Regions from separate parts of the Sus scrofa genome. Here all the other regions are linked to region 1. Evidence: chromatin contacts called from public HiChIP or PLAC-seq data. All regions are on one chromosome and are shown on one strand. Each heading gives the region's core, a stretch centred on a gene start, on an enhancer-like site or on the middle of the called end of the contact. The rest is flanking DNA. Distances are from core to core; before and after follow the strand shown.

What was found. HiChIP or PLAC-seq counts read pairs in DNA pulled down with a chosen protein or histone mark.
Region 2: a contact with region 1 is called in an H3K27ac HiChIP or PLAC-seq map of alveolar macrophages. The contact joins the promoter of SPG20 here to the promoter of LOC106505265 in region 1. A contact is called at or near these places in 1 of 5 promoter capture datasets (fetal liver) and 2 of 2 datasets of contacts at active chromatin or transcription factors (alveolar macrophages and skeletal muscle).
Region 3: an H3K27ac HiChIP or PLAC-seq map of alveolar macrophages shows a contact between it and region 1. The contact joins the promoter of LOC100624094 here to the promoter of LOC106505265 in region 1. A contact is called at or near these places in 1 of 5 promoter capture datasets (liver), 1 of 47 Hi-C or Micro-C datasets (embryonic fibroblasts) and 1 of 2 datasets of contacts at active chromatin or transcription factors (alveolar macrophages).

The regions. Positions count from the first base shown.
Region 1 is chr11:12,862,467-12,865,166 of Sscrofa11.1, forward strand. LOC106505265 reads left to right here and starts at 1,324. Exons shown (of 8, transcript XM_021065389.1): 1 at 1,324-1,354; 2 at 1,720-1,896; 3 at 1,970-2,039; 4 at 2,110-2,673. The coding sequence starts at 1,324. It overlaps SUPT20H (transcription factor SPT20 homolog), which reads right to left and starts at 2,469. Exons shown (of 24, transcript XM_021065260.1): 1 at 2,302-2,469.
Region 2 is chr11:12,344,814-12,347,513 of Sscrofa11.1, forward strand. SPG20 (spartin) reads right to left here and starts at 1,413. Exons shown (of 11, transcript XM_021065568.1): 1 at 1,235-1,413. The coding sequence starts at 1,241. LOC110255803 (a long non-coding RNA gene) reads left to right here. Exons shown (of 5, transcript XR_002336656.1): 1 at 1-502; 2 at 2,288-2,583.
Region 3 is chr11:12,308,305-12,311,004 of Sscrofa11.1, forward strand. LOC100624094 (spermatogenesis- and oogenesis-specific basic helix-loop-helix-containing protein 2) reads right to left here and starts at 1,421. Exons shown (of 20, transcript XM_021065387.1): 1 at 1,185-1,421. The coding sequence starts at 1,267.

The DNA of each region.
Region 1 (2,700 bases), core at 74-2,573:
TTGGTCTTTTTAGGGCCGCACCTGCAGCATATGGAAGTTCCCAGGGTAGGGGTCGAACTAGAGCTGTAGATGCCAATCTATGCCACAGCAAGGCCAGATCTGAACTGAGTCTGCGACCTGGATCATAGCTCACAGCAACACTGGATCCTTAACTCACTGAGTGAGGCCAGGGATTGAACCCAAATTCTCATGGATCCGAGTTGGGTTTGTTATCGCCAAGTCATGTTGGCAACTCCTGAGCCACTCATTTTCTTAAATTACGACTGACTTACAATATGCCAATTTCTGCTGTATAGCAAAGTGACCCAGTCATATATATTAGCCATTCATTTTTTGAAAAGTACATTTTTAACTAGGTAGGGCCAGATACAGTTTGCAAGTTAAAATCATTACTCAGTTTCTTAAAAATATTTAACATTTAGGAGAGAAAATAAATATTTTTAAACTTCTTCAACCATCACTGCTGCTGCACTCACTGTTACCCTGGATTATTTTAACAGCCTGCCCTCTGGCCTTGGTCACTGTACAGTTCACTTTACAAATCATACGTCTCAGCATACCTGCTAATAAAAGTCCTCCCAAACGTTCCAGCTATCTTCCAATGCAGCTCCAGACCTTCCAGCCTTTCCCCTCCTCAAACAAGATACACTCCCTGAGAACCTCATTCCTCTAACACACAAGTTCTCATCCTCGCAGCACTACTGAGTAACCTTGCGGACCTTTAAAAGGTAGGATACCACCCTCCACTCTCCAGAGATTCTAATTAGCTGGTCTGGAGTAGTGCTCAGGGATCAGCATTTCTGAAGAGCTCTAGGGGATTCGATGGTGCTGCCTGTGTTGCTATCTATGCTCTCTGCCTCCCGAAGATGGTATGTTTGCTCTCAGAGTGACCCTAAACGAGGCTTATTTTTAATCTAATTCTTTACATAACTCCTTGCAACCATCCACCCCCCGCCCCGTGACCGTACACAGCTGAGCACATCTTTAAGTGACAGAAAACAGTATTTTCCATGTAAAATTGTTTTGCTTTGTTTTTGGTGAAACCAAAGCTTAAGTTTTACCAGTTCGGGTTTGAGAAAAAGAAGGGTGGAGAAATCAGGTAAAAAACCCACAAACCACCAGAAATGACAACCACCGTAGAGGTTCCAGAAATAATAATTTTAAAAATAAATAAGACATTAATCCTACTCCAGAAGAGCTCGTGGGAGGTTTAAGATGAACTCAAGTTAAGGTGAAAATTTTCTGATCAATGAATCCAAAGATGAAGATACACTAAGTATAGGCAAAATTTAATGACTTTAAAATTAGATCTCTTGTCACTGAATGGAGACGGAAGGGGGGGACTGGGTGAGAGGTATGCTTAGCGACCTCTAAGTACCACAAAACACAGTAACTACGGACACCACTTAAAAACCAAATATGTTGACTACGCAGAATTTACTAGAACGCTATGAGAAAAATCACTGTAATTATCATCTCTATTTTACAGAATAAGGCTGTCACAACCAGTGGCTTTCCCAAGATCACACAACTGGACCGGAATTCAGACCCCTCTCTCTTTTAAATCTTAAAGTTTCTTTTAGTAAATTTTACAACCTTCAGACCACTCAATCCAGCACCCGTTTTTAGATTTTTTTAAAGCAAAACATTTAAAACAAGGACTCGATTCCTCCTAATTTTGATCTAATTTTACATCATAACTAGTTTGATTTCTACCAGGGGCTTTGGGTTTTGTACCGGGAAAACGGAGCCCCTCCCCTGTGGAGACTATCGGAGATGGCTTCCAGGGGCAGCTATTCGCCAAGTTTATTTCCGAATTCCCAGTAACCACGGCGAGGACCAGTATTCAATCCAATTTAAATGTCGCCATCAGTCTCACTGACTGCCCTGATCGACGTGAGTCTCCTCCAAAGGCTCGAGCTTCCGTTAACAATTTAGACTTTACCTGAAAAACGCCCTATCTCCACAGCGCAGCGAACAGCCTTTATTCAATATGGACACCGAGAAACCCGCCCCCAAAGAAGCTACGCAAAATTCTTGCGAGCTTCCGGAAATACCTGTAACCGGAACCCCAAAGTCAAGACTAAAATGAAAACCGTGGCGTGACAGCCTCCAAGAGGCAACGGAGGGGACCAACACCGACGGCAGCTCGCTCGCCTCGGCCCGCCGCGTCTGTGGGAACAACGTCTTTCTCCCGTCGGCTTTGGGCCCTGAAGCGGCGAAAAGCCACTTGGGAAATCGCTCCCTCACCTCTGACCCCGCCCCGAATCTCGCGCGCTTACCCCGCCCGCCGAGGCCCACCTGTGCCCGGAGCCGCCTCGTGACGGCGCCGCTGGCTCGGCCGGAACGTGACGTGCAGCCTCGGCCCCCCGCCGCCAGCTGCACGCCGGCCAGGGGCTCGCTCCGCACGCCCTTTCGCCGGCGCAGCGCTGTAGCCCCGCCAATCGTCTGTTCCGGCGCCCGCAATTCGACTGGCGGGCTGGGCGGAAGTGGTGGAGCTGGGAAGGCGGGGCCGCGGTCGGGAGGCCAGATACCAGCACACTCCGGTTTGCGGTTGGTCCCCGCGAGCTTTGTCGAGGCTCAGGCACGATGGTGGGGCGAGGCCCACGAGCGCCTTCTCTGGCCCTACATCCAGGTCCGAAAAATGCGAAGTAGCCTGTGGCTGTTTGTGAGGTAGGGAGCCTTGTTGAATTTATACAG
Region 2 (2,700 bases), core at 163-2,662, 520 kb before region 1:
CAAAAAATAGCTCCATTTATAATCGGGGACATTCTTAAGGTGCCCTTTCGCCTTTCCGTTTGTTCTGCTTTTGAAAATTTCAAAGAAAACTGTTGAATTCCTAAGTACCTAGGGCCCGTATTTCACAGGCAACAACAATCTGGACGGCACACTCATTCAATTAACAACACAATAAAGCGAATACCGAGTGACCTCCAGACAAAGAGTAAAGCAGTTAATTACAACTACAGAGCGGAAAACTGGGCCAATCCTAGAGTAACGCAATAATGCCGAGTCACGAAACTGCGCACTCCCAGCGAAACTTTTCCTAGACACAGAGTAAATCGGAGGCAACCTCTGCAGTGCTCAGCCCCTAACAAACGTGAACGACCGTATTCGAAAGAGTAAAATCGCGCGCTATCCATTCCCGAAGTTGTTGACCTTTCTGTAACGAAAGGCTGCCGAACTTCCACGAAAGCTGGAAGCGCTAGGAGAGGCTGAATAATCGCTGCGGTTTTCCAAGGTAGGGAAAACAGCGGGGGCAGAACAGCAGAAAGGGTCAACACAGAAGCTCAGGTAGGAGGACGCAGATCCACGGGGAAGGCAGCGCTCTCCATCCCAACAGTAAATAGGAAGCGGGGCGGTGGGGGGGGGGGCGTCCTACGGAGCTGACGGTTCCGTAAATACAGAAGCTGGGGGCTGACAACGAACAGCTTAAACTAGTCTCTCCCACAGTAGCTCCCTTCCACGAAAGTTTCATCTGAGACTTGGATGAGGTCCCGCAGCCTTCTCCGCCCTTCTGGGCCCTCCAGCCCGCGGGCCCTGGGCGCTCCCGCCACCCGCCCGCCTTGGGGTCCCGCTCAGCGGCGACTTCCTCCCGCCGGCCGCCGCCCACCTGTGCCTGACAGGCCTCGGGCGCCTCGGCGCCGCCAGCAGAGTTCCCCGCCTGGCGGCCGCAGCCCACGGCCCTCTCCCTCCGACGCGGCGCGGCCGCCAAGCGATCTGCGGAGTTGCCCAAAGTTCTCGGCGCCCCGCAGGCGCGCGCCCGCACGCCCGCACTGACAAAGCGTTCGGAGCCGCGCGCTGCGGAGCGCGCCACGTCACGCGCCCGCGCCGCCCCGCCCGCCGGCTCCCGCGTGACCTGAGCGCGAGCGCACGGCCCCCGCAGCTGGGCCTTCACGTGACGCCCACTGGGGCCTCTGCCCCTGGGGCCTGTCACCGCGTGCCCCCGCCCCCAAGTTCTGTCCACTCTGACCTTCCATGTGGTCTCTGGGGAGACGTCAGTCCACCTCGAACCCCAGAGTCACTGTAAAACTCCGAGAGGAGAAAAGAGCGAGGGCAGCAGGCCCGGGGAGAACCACGTGAGCCAGCGGGCTCAGCGCGGACCCCAACCAGGGTCTCCCGGCCACGTCGACAGCCCTCGCGCTTGCGCAATGTCTTTCCTTCCCCGACCCCAGGCTGCAGGAGGGACAGGGCGAGAGTGGTGGGCGGAGAGCGCTGTGGCGGCTAGGGGGAGCCTTGAGGGCCGGAAGGCTAAAAAATATTAAATTCCTGACGCCTAAGGATAAATAGCAAGTGGCTAATACCATTTATGATTATGGGAAGCTAAAAGGGGAAAATCAAAGTGTACATATTCTCCGTTTCTTCTAAAGTTATTTGAAATTAGTAAAATACTATAGATGTGTGGACAGGCATGTAGCCTGCTTTTCCAGTTCTGCAAGAATCAAGCCAGCGCCCACAAGAGCCCGGAGAGGATCCAGTTCAGAACGGAGAAAAACGCAAAGTGGTTTGCGCTTTGGCTACTGGCCCTAGGTAGTTAATATGCATAGCTAAGGAATAATGAGCTCAGACTCATCTATCATCTCATACATAGAAAAGCACTAACATCAGAAACTTTAAATGTCTTTTCTTTGTGCTTAGCAGTAATCTTTTGATATTCTATTGTTTTTAAATTAAAAACAAAAACAAACAAAAAAAACAAGCTCAGGAGTTCCATTGTGGCTCAGTGGAAACCAATCTGACTAGCATCCATGAGGACGCAGGTTTGATACCTCGTCTTGCTCAGTGGGTTAAGGATCCTGTGTTGCCATGACCTTCAGAGTAGGTCGCAGATGTGCCTTGGATCTGTATTGCTGTGGCTGTGGTGTAGGCTGGCAGCTGCAGCTCCGATTCAACTCCTAGCCTAGGAACTTCCATATGCCACCAGATATAGCCCGAAAAAGACCAAAAAAAAAAAAAAAAAAAGAAAATACAACCTACAGACTATGAGAATGTATTTTCAAATCACCACATTTTACTTGTATTTCAGATATATAAAGAACAGGAGTTCTTGCTGTGGCACAAAGGGATCAACTGCGGCTTGGGAGCCCTGAAATGCAGGTGTGATCCTGGTGCAGCACAGTAGGTTAAAAATCCAGTGTTGCCACAGCTGCGGCTTAAGTTGCACCTGTGGCTCCCATCTGATCCCTGGCCCAGGAACTCCATATGCTGTGGGGTGGCCAAAAAGAAGAAGGAAAACAAAACAGCAACAACAACAACTATATGTGTGTGTGTGTGTGTGTGTGTGTGTGTGTGTGTATCCCTTAAAACCTAATAATTAACAAGGTAATTAATCTAATTTTATATTAATTATAATATAATAATTATAGTATATATACAGGCAAAGAATTTGAAAAGACATTTCTCCAAAAATATAATAATGGTTCAGAAAGCAGATGAAAA
Region 3 (2,700 bases), core at 171-2,670, 550 kb before region 1:
TTCAATACATATTTTTGAATGTCTATTATGTTAAAAGTATTAAACTAAGGCTGAAGATACTACGGTACACAAACAGATCATCAGCAATAGTAGGAGCTAACTTCCCCTGAATGTTGATTGCAAGCCAATGCTAAGTACTTAACATACATTTCACTTAGTCCTGGCAACAACCCTATGTGTGAGATAATGGTTTCTACACCAAACTTAGACTTAAGAGGTTCATTAACTTGCCCAAGACCATGTAGTTGCTGTGTAATAAGAGCTAGGATTTGAATTTATACAGGATTTCTCTAAAGTATTGGTTCCTATACTCTGTTGCTTCAGGGAATACAGAACCTGGCCTCAGAGTGCTTACAGTTGAGTACCAGATCAAGAAATAACTGAACAGTTAAAAGAGCGTGGTGGGGCTATAATAGAGAAAAAAAGCAAGAAGTCATAGGGACAGAAGAATCTAGCTCTCCTGGAGCCTGATGGTGTGGTTGTGGGCTTCTTTTTAAAAATATTTAAAAGTTTCAAAGACTTAGTAGTAAGTTTTTTTTGTTTGTTTGTTTGTTACTTTGTTTTTTGTCTTTTTTAGGGCCGCACCGGTGGCACATGGAGGTTCCCAGGCTAAGGATCTAACTGGAGCTGCAGCTGCCAGCCTACGCTACCGCCACAGCAACGCGGGATCTGAGCCGCGTCTGCGACCTACACCACAGTTCAGGGCAACGGAGATCCTCCAGTAAAAAGTATTAATACTGAGTATTTTAAGAACTATATATAGTAGGGGCTTCATTTTTACAAAATGTCACCAAATTCTTAAGCTCTTCTAAAGGGATGAAAGAGAAGCATGATATTTCAACCTTTTGAATCTGAAACAGAAACCCTGAAATTAGTGGACCATTAACAGCAAACTGATATTTCAGCATCATGTAGTATATGCACACAGGGCACTCCATTTGGCTTGATCCTGAAGGCAGGACATCCTAGCTCAAAACCTATTCTAATAGCAAATGCAAGAGGTAAAGGAATCTTTGCTATAAAACACTGACTGCTTCTTGATGTCACTACTTTTGCCTAGGTATTAATCACACTGCAGGTGTCACATCAGCCTCAGTGGCTTTGGCCGTGAACCACGGGGCACCAACAGGCGCAGGCGCGGACGTGAACCCTACACCCGACGGGAGTGCGCCCCCCCAACTCACTTCAGGTGGATTTCTTCTAGTAACTCCAATTTAAGGCGGTCGGTGCTCACACCGTCGAAGGTGTCGCTTCGTCCCTCCTCCATAGTGTTAGATCAGAAGCCACCCACACCTTCCCTCGACCGGCTCCCAACGCTAAACCTCAGGGAACACCCAGAAGCTGGGAGAGGCCAAACTTGGTCAGGCCGTTGTCAGGGCGACCTGCCTCACGGTCGCATCCCGGCGCCTCCGGATGACGTCACAGGACGGCGGTGGGGGCGGGACACAGGCTGGGCTGCCCAGAGCGGCTTAAACGCGAGGAGGGCTGCTTGTGCTCGGGACACCTCCAAACTCCTTCGCAAGTCCTGTGGGCCGCGGCGTCCATCCTTCTCCCAAACCCGCGGAGGGGGCAAGCCTTGCCCAAGATGGCAGGGGGAGTGTGCGTGGCCTGCGTGCCTGAGGATAAGGTGTCGAGGGCTGTTGGCCTTGGCTGCTTTGCTTAAACCCCGACACATGTCCGCCGTTCACGTTGTTCATGCCCTCGTTAGGGAAGGGCTGGATCCCAGAACAGCTGTGCCTTTCTTTGCTTAAGTTAACCAAGCCCCCAGGCTTTGGCTCGGAGAGTCTGGGGAGGAGGACTCTAAAGAAGGTACTAGAATTCTGATTGTTTGAGCCTTCAGTTCAGATTGTCTTTGAATTCTGGCAAATCTGGCAGCTGTCTGCGGACCTAGCTGAAAGCTGCCCCAACTGCAACTTGAAATTTCATGATTGTATTTGTAATTGCAAACTTTGCAGTCTACTCTTGGCTTACCTGTGCTTTAGTTCCATCCGTGGCTCCGGTCCAAAGATGCAGCTCACTTTACCTCTGACTTCTCTGGTACATGTTCCATCCGTTGAACAAACTTGAGAAGTGTGAGCAATGGGACCATGTTTTCTAACAGAAATCAGCTCAAGGAGTCTGGTGGAGTTCCTTTGTTCTGTTTACTGCCTTTTTACTGCTGAGAAAAGTGACCCAGAGTGGTCAGTAAATGCTATTGGTCATGTACCTATAAAAGGAAACAAAGATTGGGGGCGGGAGCATAAAAAGCACATTTGAGTATGTGTTATTGCTGCTTACTGGAGATTCCTGGAAAACTGATAATTTATGGGGAAAATGTTAGAAACTGGAATTGAAGAAACCGCATCTAAAACTGGAGTCAGGGCAGGCCTGTAGGAGGAGCTCACACACCCTGCCATAAGTCCTCAGTTGCTCTTAACAGCGAGAAACGTCTGTCTAGGACAGGAAGGTGCCTCTCCTTTAGTATCCTGCAGGAAGAAAACTGAGTCGTCAGCCTAGTCAATGAGAAGCTTTCATACTTTATAAGACTCCCAGCTTCCTCCGCTGGACTCCCTGATTATTGCGACCCTTCTTAACCTCCTCCTTTTCTCTATAAAACAAGTTTCCAGTCCCTGTCCTCTGGATTGTTTCGTGATCCGCCATAGTTCACCTATCTCAAATTGCAGTTCCTCTGGCTATTCCTAATAAGCTTGCTTTTGCTGG